Regions from separate parts of the Mus musculus genome. Here region 1 is linked to region 2. A link is a contact called in public HiChIP or PLAC-seq data. All regions are on one chromosome and are shown on one strand. Each heading gives the region's core, a stretch centred on a gene start, on an enhancer-like site or on the middle of the called end of the contact. The rest is flanking DNA. Distances are from core to core; before and after follow the strand shown.

The links. HiChIP or PLAC-seq counts read pairs in DNA pulled down with a chosen protein or histone mark.
Region 1: a contact with region 2 is called in an H3K4me3 HiChIP or PLAC-seq map of embryonic stem cells, with 32 read pairs. The contact joins the enhancer-like site here to the promoter of Atg5 in region 2. A contact is called at or near these places in 1 of 39 promoter capture datasets (3T3-L1-derived adipocytes), 1 of 484 Hi-C or Micro-C datasets (stem cell-derived germline stem cell-like cells), 4 of 115 datasets of contacts at active chromatin or transcription factors (the SCID.adh cell line and embryonic stem cells) and 1 of 9 other capture datasets (liver).

The regions. Positions count from the first base shown.
Region 1 is chr10:44,313,196-44,319,550 of GRCm38.p6, forward strand. Atg5 (autophagy related 5) reads left to right here. Exons shown (of 8, transcript NM_053069.6): 6 at 6,265-6,355. Among named protein-coding and RNA genes, the nearest start is that of Mir1929, 43 kb to the right of the region's middle. Within about 2 kb of position 2,271, at least 55 of the 459 cell types and tissues checked have an H3K27ac peak or open chromatin away from gene starts, as enhancers often do. A contact at or near this core is called in embryonic stem cells, where this site is marked.
Region 2 is chr10:44,264,321-44,270,872 of GRCm38.p6, forward strand. It overlaps Atg5 (autophagy related 5), which reads left to right and starts at 4,019. Exons shown (of 8, transcript NM_053069.6): 1 at 4,019-4,264. Gm40637 (a long non-coding RNA gene) reads right to left here and starts at 3,882. Exons shown (of 2, transcript XR_871625.2): 1 at 3,793-3,882; 2 at 3,422-3,641.

The sequences.
Region 1 (6,355 bases), core at 1,021-3,520, 47 kb after region 2:
TTAGAGTGACCATAGTATGGGTTATCCTTGCCTTTAGTCTGTACAAAACTTAAAAGTAAATTTATGATTTTGTCTTTCTTTAAGTTGCCTCCTGAGTGAAGTGAAGTGTGTTTGATTCATTGTTCAGTTTGTTTCTGGACCTCATCTCAGGATGTGACAACACTCATTGAGACTGAGAGAAAGAACACTTTCTCAACACATGGTGGATCAGGTCATGAGATTCAGTCTGTACTTTGTACAGGAACACATTTAGATAATCAGAGATGGCTCCATAAGTCTTTTTAAGGACCTTTATTTCTCTCCTCTTCTCTTCTCTTCTCTTCTCTTCTCTTCTCTTCTCTTCTCTTCTCTTCTCTTCTCTTCTTTCTTTCTTTCTTTCTTTCTCTCCTCCCTCCCTCCCTCCCTCCCTCCCTCTCTCTCTCTCTCTTTCCTCCCTCCTCCTCCTTCTTCCTTCCTTTCTCCCTTCCTTCCTCCCCTCTTTCTTTCTTTCTTTCTTTCTTTCTTTCTTTCTTTCTTTCTTTCTTTCTTTCTTTCTTTCTCTTCTCTCCTCCCTCCCTCCCTCCCTCCCTCCCTCCCTCCCTCCCTCCCTCCCTCCCTCCCTCTCTCTCTCTCTTTCTTTCTTTCTTTCTTTCTTTCTCTTTTTTTGGCTAGACATGGTAGCCAATTTCATTTAATCCCAGCACTCCTGCACATATGTACACACATACCCATAAACATAGACTTAAAAAACAATAAGCCAGCCAGGTATGGTGGCACATGTCCTTAAACCAGCACTTAGGAGGCAGAAGCAGGTGCATCTCTGAGTTTGAGGCCAGCCTGGTCTACACAGTGAGTTCCAGGACATTCAGGGCTACAGAGAAACCCTGCCTCCAAATAAATAAATACATACATACATATATAAATACATAAATAAAACCATAAATTGAGCAAATAGGTTAATAAATACTAAGTTTTGAGGCAGGGATGATGGTTGTGATGAGAACTGTCTTCCATATGCTTCATCTTTGAACACTTGGTTCCCAGTTGGTGGCACTGTTTGGGGATGGTCAGGTGGTTCAACCCTGCTGGAGGAATCATGTTGCTGGGGACAGACAGATGTTAAGATGATGTAGCCTCACCCAGCTTCCAGTTGCTCTCTCTGGTTCATGCTTGCCTTTGAAGATTTGAGCTCTTCACTACCATGTGGCTACTGGCTGCCATGCCTCCTCCTCATCCTGGACTCTTGCCCCCTGGAACCATAAGCTCAGAGAGACTCCTTCTTCTGTAAGTCATTTCTGGTCATAGTGTTTCATCACCACAGCAGAAAAGCAACTACTCACTACTCAGGCTCTCATGTGTAGTCCTGGGGCCTGGACCAGGCTGGCCTCAGACTCCCTAGTCATTTCTACCTCCTAAATGCTGCATTAAATCACACTTGCCTGGTTTATTTGTCAAATTATGTATATGTTTGTAGATCTGCATGTGGGTATGTGCATTTGCGTTCCAGTGCCCATAGAGGCCAGAAAAGGGTATTGGATACCCTCACCTAACATTCAGGTGGTAAGTTCTGGGAGTAGAATTGCGGTTCTCTGGAAGGACAGTGTGCACTTCTTACCGCAGAGATTACAGGAAGATGTGACTCTGGGTGAAGACCATTCTTTCAAGTGTTGTAATGTGAACACACAAGAACAACAACATTTGTTACTAGCCTGTGATGAAAGTTTTGATGTTTGAATCTTCAGCTTTCCGGTAAATTTGAAAGAAATACTTTTTCATAAGAGCACTTGCAGTTCTTCTGAAGGTCATGGTAAACATGAAGTAAACTTGGTGTCTGTCTGATTACTTTTTCTTTCAGTACTATCATGATGAATATGTGTTCTTACCATTTGTACTTTGTAGAAGAAACTGAAGGACAGTTGTAAAAGCATCGTGCTTGGGCCTGGGGAGATGGGGAGATGGCTCAGTGGGTAAGAGCATGCTCTGTAAGCACCAGGTCTTGAGTTTGAATCCTAAGAGCCCACGTTAAAAAACAAACAAAAAGCAAACAAACAAAAAATCTTGCCTGCAACTCCATTGTGGGGTGCAGAGAGGGGTGCAGAGACAGGAGGCTTGCTAGGGCTTATGACCTCTGAAGGAGTTCCAGGTTCAGTGAGAGGCCCTGTCTTAAGAATAAGGGTGAGAAGTGCTTGCTGATAGAAGCCTGGTATGGCTCTCTCCTGAGAGGCTCTGCCAGACTGAGCTCTGGGGTCCCGGATGGAGGAGTTGGAGAAGGAACTGAAGGAGTTGAGAGGATTTGCATCTCCATGGAGGGAGCAACAGTGTCAACAGACTAGACCCCACCCCCTCCCCGGGAGCTCCTGGGGACTGCACCACCAACCAAAGAATAACACGGAGCTGCCCATGGCGCTGGCCACATATGTGGCAGAGGGTGGCCTTGTTGGATGTCAGTGGGAGGAGAGGCCCGAGGGCCTGAGAGGGTTCAATGTCCCAGTGTAGGGGAATGCCAGGGCAGGAGGATGGGAGTGGGTGAGTTGGGGAGCACCCTCATAGAGACAGGGGGAGGAGGGGAAGGATAGAGGGTTTACGATGGGGAGACCTGGAAAGAAAACATTTGAAATGTAAATAAAAAAAAATCCAAGGGGGGAAAAAAAGAATTCGGTAGAGAGGGTTCCCGCAGGGTGCTGGGATGTGAGAACACGTGTGCCATGTCTCACACAACACACCTCAGTTGTCCACTGGCTACAATCATAGGCATGTACCACCATGCAGGGTTCACGGACAGATAATGTTCTGGATAAGCGCTTCTGGGTGCTTTGTTTTGGTTTTGTTTTGTTTTGTTTTAATTTTAAACTGATGAGTGTCTGCAAGGACCATCATTACAAACTTCCGGTATAAAGACACCTGGTTGCACCTTCTCTTAGCGCTGCTGTTCTTTGACTTTTATTCATATCTTTTAATAACTATAAAAATAACTCTAGCTGGGTGTGGTGGCGCATATCTGTAATCCTAGCACCTGGGAGGCAGAACCTGGAGTGTTGGTATAAGTTAAAGCCCAGCTGGCCTACCAGTGGAAAATACAGATTTTATAAGGATGTTTAAGAGTAATTAATACAGATTCTTTGTGGTTTTAGTTTTTCATTACATTTAATGTGTGTGTATGTGTGCATGTGTGTTAGAAGGAAGAAGAGAACCTGCAGGAGTTGGATTTTCTCCACAGTGTGAGTCCCGGGATGGAGCTCAGGATTTCATTCAGTCTTGGTGACTCATCAGGCCTGCTCAGGAGGCAGAAACCACGCAGTAGACTGAGTGGGTAAATGTGTAAGTCTTATAGAGAGTGACTGTTAGTTATGAGGAAGCTCTGTGTGCTACTTAGGGCTGGGAGGAGAAAAGCCACACCTGGGGTTCACCCTCAGTTGAGGAGTGTAGTTAGCACCCTGGGTTAGAGAAGCTCATCCCGGTATCCAGGCCCAAGTGAATCTGTAACCCACAAGTAGCTGAGTAACAGTAGGGACCCAGAAGGCCCTTTAGGGCCTCCACTGTTTATAGAAGCTTTCCGTGTGCTGACATCCGCGTGCCTGAGAAGACTGCACAGCTGGCCATATGACAGGAGTGACGTCTCCTTTACTGTCTTTAGCCTAGTGACTCTGATCTTTCTCGTGGCCGTTGGGAACTACAGAGGAGCCTTTCGCTTAGCAATCTCAGCACACTCTGCTGAGAAGTCTGTTAAATGGTTGGTGTTGTAAGACCCGGCCATACTGTAGTGCATAAGTTAAAGCGTGAATTGGAAGCTAGGGTGGGTGGGGCTCCTTTCTCTTAGTTTGCTTATCATCTTTCAGTACCCTGTGACTGGTTTCCTTCCATCAGCATTTTGGGTCAACATAGTTACTTGGCGGAGCTGTCCTATGTATTGTAGTATGTAGCAGTTTTCCTGGCTTCCATCCACTAATCTCTAGGCATACAGACAAGTTTTGACAATAATGTCTCCAGACAGTTACCCAATCTCTCCTGCAGTCTTAAATCTTCCCTAGTTGAGAGTTAGTCTATTTTCTGGGTTTTTTTTCTCTCCCTCTCCCTCCTGTTGGAATCCGAGTAAATCTATGTTAATGTAGACTTGCTTTGGGGATTTGCTTTGCAGCGTCTTGAGTCAGGATCTTGGTATTCTAGCTGCCCTGGATCAAGGTAGCCACAAGCCTGTAATGATGATCCTCATGCCTTTGTCTCCAGCTCTGCTGGAGGGCTTTTTGTTTGTTTGTGACAGGGTCTCAAGTAGCCTAGGATGCCCTCAAACACACTATGTAGCCAAGGCTAGCCTTGGAATCTTGATCATCCTGCCTCTACCTCCCATGAGTTTTGATTATGGAAGTGTGCCATCATGCCCGGGAGCCACAGTAAGGGGAGCAGTTCTGTCCCCAAAAGTTTTCCTCTGACCTCACATGTGCAGTGTGGCATGTGTGCCTCTATTTATATATTCACACATGCTATCATACACAATAATAAATTAAAACAAATTAAAACTTTGAGCATTTCTCCAGAGATGTCTCCAAGTACATAAATGGCCTTGCAAGCACATGTACAGATACTCAGTTATTACAGAAATGTAAATCCCAACCACATTCCATTCCTATCTTGTACTGACTAAGAAGTCCATATAAAAAACAAAATGCAGCCGGGCAGTGGTGGTGCACGCCTTTAATCCCAGCACTTGGGAGGCAGAGGCAGGCGGATTTCTGAGTTCGAGGCCAGCCTGGTCTACAGAGTGAGTTCCAGGACAGCCAGGACTACACAGAGAAACCCTGTCTCAAAACAACAACAACAAACAAAAATGGCCAGACATGGTGGCACACACCTTTAATCCCAGCGCTTGGGAGACAGAAACAGATGGCTGTCTATGAGTTTGAAGCAAGCCAAAGCTGCATAGTGAGACTGTCTCTCAAAAAAACAAGCAGGGCAAAAATGACTAGTGCTGGTAGTGGCAAACATGGATTTCAACTCTTTGACCTTGCTTGTGGGAACGGAGAATGGTTCCACTTTTGAAAATAGTTTGGCAGTTCCTTAGAATATTTACCAAGTAACAGTTAAACGGCTTTGCCATCCGACATAGAGATTTCACTCTTGGGTCCACCAAGTGAATTGAAAACATTCATACAAAACATGTACGCTGATGTTCTTAGTAATGTGATTTACGATAGCCAAAAGTAGACCTGACTCAAATTTTGTAAGTCAACACAGTTTTGTAACTCTATACCACTGAATGCTTATTGCATCATAAAAATAACTGAAACTTTTAAGACTACATATCACAAGAACAAACTTTGAAAACATCATACTGTGCATGTGTGTGTGCATACATGTGCACAGAGCAAATGTATAAGACCACATACTGTATGAATGCATTTGCAAGAAAATGACCTTTGAATGTACTTAGAAAAGTGCTAGACTCTCTACAGTCTATGATCTGCAAAGTATAACTTAGTACCGTTTTAACTGAACCTAAAAAAAAAAAAACCTTTAAAGTGTAATCAGTATGAAATTGAGCTGCAATTGACATTTCACACATGCACGTTCTAGATATTGTTACCCACCCTCTCTCCCCCATGTGCTGTGAATTGAGTCCAGGGCTTTGTACACTTTAAGCAAGCCAATTCAACCAGGGGATTACATCCATCCCTGCTTGACAGCCCCCACCCCGTATGTGTGAGTGGAGAGCTAGGGAACGCCTGGAGACAAAGTCCTTCATTGCCTATAGAGTGCCAGTTAGGCCAAGTGCCTGGCCCGGGCACAGGCAATGTCTCTTCCTCTCTGGTGCTGGGATTAAAGTGGGCACCACCACACCCGGCATTTTTGCATAGGTTCCAGGAGGCTGAATTCAGGTTCTAGTGCTTTCAAGGCAGGTTCTATACAGACTTTGCCCTAACACCAGGTTCCACATTTCTTTAAGCTCTTCTACACTGTTGTAATATAAGTGCTGACTAATATTTAAATCGTGCAAGTTTGTTCTTACATAGATTAGCAGCAGAGGTTAGACCAGAGGCAATCTGTCTCTACTGCTGGCCTTTGCCTTGATAACAGAAGTAGTCCCATACCTGTCGAGGGTTTATCTTGAGAGGAAAAAAAAGATGTTAAAGATTAATTTCATATCTTCCTTTTGTTAACATTAAGAGAAAAAATTGTAAACACTGTCTTAATGCTTCTCAGAAACTTCTGAGTGGCTAAGACTTTACTGTCTTTTTATGAGCTAATCTGTTATGATGTTCATTCTTAATAACAGACTTTATATCATTTCAGACAGATTTGACCAGTTTTGGGCCATCAACCGGAAACTCATGGAATATCCTCCAGAAGAAAATGGATTTCGTTATATCCCCTTTAGAATATA
Region 2 (6,552 bases), core at 2,769-5,268:
GCACAGTTCTCATTCACTCTGTTGTGATCATAAAAAGAGAAAGAGCTAGAAGATATGTTCTGGGGGTTGTGGGGGAAGGGGTGCCACAACAGGCCCATGCCAAGGCATCCCTTCCCTGTGAGGGACCAGACACACACTGGTATAGCATAGAACAGAGTTTATTTAGGGCATGGGGAGGGGAGTTAAGAAGGTAGCAGAGGCAGAGAAAGGCAGAGAGGAGAGAGTAGAGAAGCAGAGGCTGGCCATGGCCACATGGGGTGGGGAGAATAGGAGCAAGGGGGCAAGATGTAAGAGCTCTGCCTGTGCCATACCTGCCTGGATACTGCCATGCTCCTGCCTTGATGATAATGGACTGAACCTCTGAACCTGTAAGCCAGCCCCAAGTAAATGTTTGGTTTTTTTGTTTTTTTGTTTTTTAAAGACTTACCTTAGTCATAGTGTCTGTTCACAGCAGTAAAACCCTAACTAAGACACCTTGGTTTTGGCTAAGTTATTTAATTCAGGGTATCCAGTGTTGTTCATTTCGTAGTTCAGTGGTTACCATATCACAATCCAGGCAGCATCCTGTAGCTGCGACCACATCTTCTGAGCCCTCGTGGTCACAGCTTCTGTCACAACCTTATTGTTAACAGATTTCTGACAAGATTGAGCCCTATATAGATTGGTTATAACTGAGTAGAATTCAGTGACAGTAGTAAAAATCATATTGAGAAAGGATAGAAATGAGAACCTTAGGTAGCGTTAGCAAAGAGGCATATGGCTAGAACCAGCCTAAGAGAGCTGGCAGCAGTGGCATAAAATCCTGGTGACAGAAAACGAGTTTGTCCCAGCAGGTTTAAGCGTGTTTCATAAAGTAAGCATGGAGGCAGCATGGACAGGTAAGTGCTTGGGCCTTTTCTCATTTACCAGACTGCTAGCAGTATGTGTGAAGATCCCTTAAAACATATGTTTGAGGACAATTTAGCATCCATTGGATGACAGGGGATGAGAGGGTCACTGAACCTTTCGTTCCAGCATCCTGAGTAAAGGTCAGTGGCGGTCAGTAAAGTCAAACTAGAAATTCAGGTCGTCAAGTGAAAATCTAGAGGCCACGGCCGCAGGCAAAAGTAATTCAACCTGATACCAGGAATTTCCGGCCAGCTGCATGAGCCAAAAGGGTTTATGAATTGCCTTTGGTCCTATGTCCTAACTTGTAGGTAAGCCAGGAGGCCGGTCTTAAGAACCGGGGCAGAAGAGGCTGGCCAGGCACTATTTGGGCATCTAGGATCCCTCTTGCCAACCGGAAAACTCTTTACCAATCAATATGCCGGTGTGTGTTTGTGGGCTTCTGCAGTCTGGTAGCAGAAAATGTGGAACTGAGTGGTTGGTTTGGGCCCCTCTGACTGTGCCTGTAACCCACATGGCAGAGGCTGGGGACTGGGTCTTGAGTCGGGGAGAAAGCAGCCGGCCTGCAGTGGCTGAAGCAGAGGGGCCGCAGGTCATGCAGCCCTGGGTGGCTGCGCCACTGCTGGGGCCCAATGTGGGCAGGGGAGAGTAAGGGCCCAAAGTATCCTAGCAATACACTTGTGGCACATCCACCCAAGTCTCAGGCAGAGAAGCAGAGAGAGAGAAAGAGGCGGGAAGGCAGCATTTTGGAGCCAGATCCACCCCTCTCACATGGAGAATAGAGCCAAGGAGAGAGGGGAGGGCAGCAAGCAGGATCTGTGGCAGGGGCGGAGCCAAACTTGCTTTTCAGGCAAAGCAGCTGGAACAGCAGGCTGCAGATGAGAGGAGGTTAGGGGAAAGTCTAAGCTATAGCAGACTGACCCAAGGGCGAGACATGTGGGGGGTTCCCAGACCTGGCCTGGAATTCTCAGCCTCAAGAAAAAGGAGAGGGAAATCTCACCCAAGGGAAAGGATCTTCAAAAGAGGGGTAGTTCTGAGCTCAAGAAATCTTTTCTGGGGCCATGTAGATAGTCATGCTGACCAGTGGGAATGGGGGGTTTACCAGATCTGGGCTAGCGAACGAGCGTGGATCTCTTGCGGTAGCTGGGGTGGGATGCAAACCTGCAGAGTTTCTAGATCCGAGTCGCGATGCAAAAAGAGAAAGAGCTATTAAGGTATGTTCTGGCGGGGTGTGGGTGAAGGAGACACCTCAGCGGGCCCATGCCATGGCATCCTCCCCCCCCCCCCCCCCCAGAGACCACACACAGGCATAGCATAGAACGGAGTTTATTTAGGGCATGGGGAGGGGAGTTAAAAGGGTAGCAGAGACAGAGAGAAGGAGAGAGGAGAGAAGCAGAGGCCAGCCATGGCTACATGGGGGGTGAGGGTGGGGAATGGGAGCAAGGGGGCAAGACCTAAGAGAGAGGCAAGAGAGTAGGAGGGTAAGAGAGAGGAGGGGTCAAGCAATCCCTTTTATACTGGGCCAAGCCTATCTAGCTGTTGCCAGGTAACTGTGAGGAGGAGCATACCTGGCTGCTGGCAGGAACTGTGGGGGTGGAGTTTAGACAGAATTCCAACACACTCCACCTACTCAAAGCAGAAATCTCTACTATATTAAACTCAGTAATCAGTTACTAGCTGAAATCATACCTGGTCTAAGCACTGAAAATAAATGACTATTGTATGCTCAGCCATAAAAGGGACACCATCTCCTCCAAGGCTCAAGGAACCTCACAAAAGAAAGGTGTCAAACTCATGGGACAAGAGCAAGATCACTACAACAAAGTTTGAGGCAAATTTGGAGCAAGTTTTATTAAGTACTGGCCAGGACGTGGACACTGGTACAAGGTCCACACCCAGGATAACCAGAGAATGGCACCAAATTACATTAGGTGGAGCCTTATGAAGGCCAACCCAGCTTCTCCTCAACAGAAGTCTGACAAGACCCTCTTGGGTTTCTTCAGGTAACACTGCCTTTATTTAGATTCATGGCTCTAGCCAGGCTCTGCCGCTGCTGACAGAGCAAAGTGTCGTGGCAGAAATTCCAGTAGAGAAATTGAAGCAGAAGGATGGTAAATTCAAGGTCAGATCGGAGGATGGGGGTTAAAGAGTATCCATGATTATACATAGAGTTTGAGGTCAGTCAGCGTTGCACGAGAGCTTGTCTCAAACCCAAAAAAGGAGGAAGAAAGGAAAGAAAAAAAAAGGCTGGAGAAATACCTACAGATCAGTGTAGTTAAGAGTTAATTGTGCTCACTGATCTCGCAAAAGACTAAAATCATTTCCAGTGCCTGCACTGGGTGCCTCACAACTGCCTGTAACTGCAGCTCCCGGGGCTCCATTTACCATCTCTTAGGATCTAGTTGGACACCTCATCCTCTCCGGGTGGGGGAAGGAAAGAGAAGAGTAAGAGGGGAGAAGAGAAGGAGGAAGAGAAGGTGGAGGAGGACGAGGAGGAGGGTGTTAAAATGTTTGGTGAGTGAAGACCCAGATCAAGTACTCTTTACGTTTTGTTTTATTTTCAAAGCAATAAGAGTAGGAAAGGTACTCTTAGAGGTGAGGGAGGTTTTGGTACTTTTACCAACTGGGGTTAAATACAGCCACTAATGCCTACTGTGGTCCTACAGGAGTGGGGAGGTTCTACCGAGCAAATGAATGTGGTTTACCTTGAAAGCCGGGTGTGGTGGCTCACGTCTGCAGTTCTAGCACTTGGGAGACTGAGGAACACGAGATACCTAGTTAAGTCCCAGACTTGCAGCTTGATACCCCTGTCCTGACTCTAACCCAACTAAATTAAACCATCCCAACCACCCTTAAAAGTAAGGTTTTTACAATACTGTTTTGTGAGGAAGAGAAAAATGCTGCTACCACGGCAGCCGATGTCTCAGGATCCTTTATTTCTCTGTTCTTCCACAACTGTCACACTGACAACCGGGAACACCAACGACTGCGTTCTGTCCATCCAAGAAGAAAACCGGCAAACTCGTTCCGAGTTCAGGCGCTCCCTGTGTGTCTGCGCACGCTCAGGAGCAACTCAGGTCTTGCCAGGTTGGGCCGCGCTCGGAGGGCGGAGCGCTTGCCACGTGGTCTTGGTGACGTCATCTCCGGGCGCCGAGGGTGACTGGACCTACGGTGGGCGCCCGGCGCTGCGGTTCACTCTGGTTCCGAGGGCGGAAGTGCCCGTCGGGCTGTTTTCTGACCCGGGCGGCAGCACTGTGCGGCTGCGCGCGCACTGGGACTTCTGCTCCTGCGCCTCTGCAGGACAGTGTGATCCCGGCAGACAGAACCCGACCGAGCGGCTTTCGCGCTGCGGGAAGCCGGAGCAGAGCCGGCACCTCGGGTAGGGCTCATGTGTGTCCCGGGCGTGGAAGTGTGGGGCGGGAGTGGGACCGGGCAGGGGCAGGGGCTGCGGGCGAGCGGCCCGTGTAAAGAGCGCACCCGGAGGGATGGCGGGGGAGGCGGTGCCGCTGGGCGGAGGTGGGGTTGGCGAGACACCGGCCCGGGAGCCCTTGGGCAGTCTAGCTGTCCCTTTGGGTAGTTAGTATGTCAGTTCCTTACTAAGGTAGGAAATGTAGCATCGAGTCTGGAGCTCAAGTTAAGGACTTGCATTTTATTTAAATCGTAATTGTTTCGGTGCTTTTTGATTCTATCTAAACGCAGACTGTTTCTCTTCGATGCAGTTCTTTGAGTCTCAGTTTAATTTTAGTACTTAATACTAACAAATGCATTTTTCTGTTAGTAGAACACTTTCGTTTATTTAGTTACTTTGTTGAAATTGCTCTCAAAGAATATAAACTTGAGGAACCTAAGAATCTGGGTGGCATGTAGGTTTTTCTCCCAAAGCATGTAGCATTGTTTTCACTGAGAAAGCATAGCAAGTCTTCACTAGTCAGAACCCCAGGAGCAGTTGACTATCTAAAGCCTTCTAGAATTCACCTGATAAGTATCTTGGGTCCTTGATACCGAGTATTTGAGTCAGATGCAAATATTCTGACTTCATTAAAATTATTGTTTGAATTGAAATTTGAGAACAAGAACATTGGCTTTATGGTAGTTGTCTTGGCAGGTGAGAATGTTACACTAAGTTTAATTGTACTTTGAGCCCAGTTTTGTGGCCTGTACCTTTAATTCCAGCAGTGGAGGTGGGGTGAAGGCAGGAAAATCAGGAGTTTAAGGCCAGCCTTGGCTATTTAGTGAGTTTGCTGCAATCCTAGAGGGCATGGTACTCTTTGCAACACACAGACAACATCCTCCAAAGCCCAAAAACAACCTAGCATTTTTTGGCCCTGCATTGGATCTTGAGCAGCACAAAACCAAACTATAACCCGAAAACAAAACAAACCCCAACTGTGATTGCCCACGTTTCTAATCCTTGTGCTAGAGAAGCTGAGGAAGGAAGGTTGCTTTGGGTTGGAGGCCAGCCTGTACTACAGAGCAAGACTCTTGTCTCCGAAAAGAACACACAAACACACACACACAGCTTTAATCCCGGTCTGCATAGTGAGTTTTAGACTAATCAGAGTGACACAGTGAGCACCTGTCCCAAGGGGAAAAAAGTATTTTCCAGGTGATAGAAAGTTCTAGAAAAAGGATAAGCCAATGAAATGGAATGGGTAGGGGTGGTGGTGTGCATGGGAGATCTAGTGCTGTTCACAGAAAAGGTATGTGAGTGAGGCTAAGCTACATGGAAAGGCCATTGGAGCATACTAGCCAATTCCAGGGGCAAATAGGAGTGCTTAGAGATGAGACAAGGTCATTGTGGGACTTTGTAAAGACTTATTTTTTTTTTCCATTTTAATCATAAAGTGACCAGGTTTTGCCTGCATATCCATATGCCCATCATATTTATGCCTAGTGCCCATCAAGGAGTCTGCTAGAACTAGAGGTACTGAAGGATGTGAACCACCATGTGGGACTGAGAGTCAAACCCATGTGCTCTGCAAGTGCAGCCGGAATTCTTTACTGCTGAACCATCTATTTTTTACTTTTACTTTTTTTTTTTTTTTGAGACAGGGTCTCATTCTGTGGCCTTGTATCAGGCTGGACTTGAACTCATAGCTATCTGCTTGCCTCTGCCTTCTGAGGGCTGGGATTAAAAGTTCAGATTCCTTCCTTCCACCCTTCCTTTTCTTTCCTCCCCAACTCACTCCTTCGTCTCTTTGTCTCTCTGTCTCTGTACAGGATTTCTTTGTGTATTCCTGACTGTTCTGGAACTTGCTCTATAGACCAGGCTGGCATTGAACTCAGAGATCCACTTGCCTCTGCCTCCCAGAGCTGAGATTAAAAGCCTATACCACCACCACCTGGCTCTACTTTTAACTGTCTCTTTTACTGTTTTTTTTCAAATTGGTTTCTCGAAACAAGGTTTCTCAGTGTAACAGCCCTGGATGTCATGGACCTTGCCTTGTTGACCAGGCTAGCCTTGAACTCACAGAGATTGTCCCAAGCAAGAAGGTAGATACACATAGTATACAAAAGTTATATTTTATTACATAGTATACAAAAGTTATATTTTATTACATAGTATACAAAAGTTATATTTTATTACGCTGAGGGTCATTACACAAGGTTCACATTTAAATTCCTAACTATGGTCCTAAGCCTATCTTCACCAAAGCTGCTCACCTG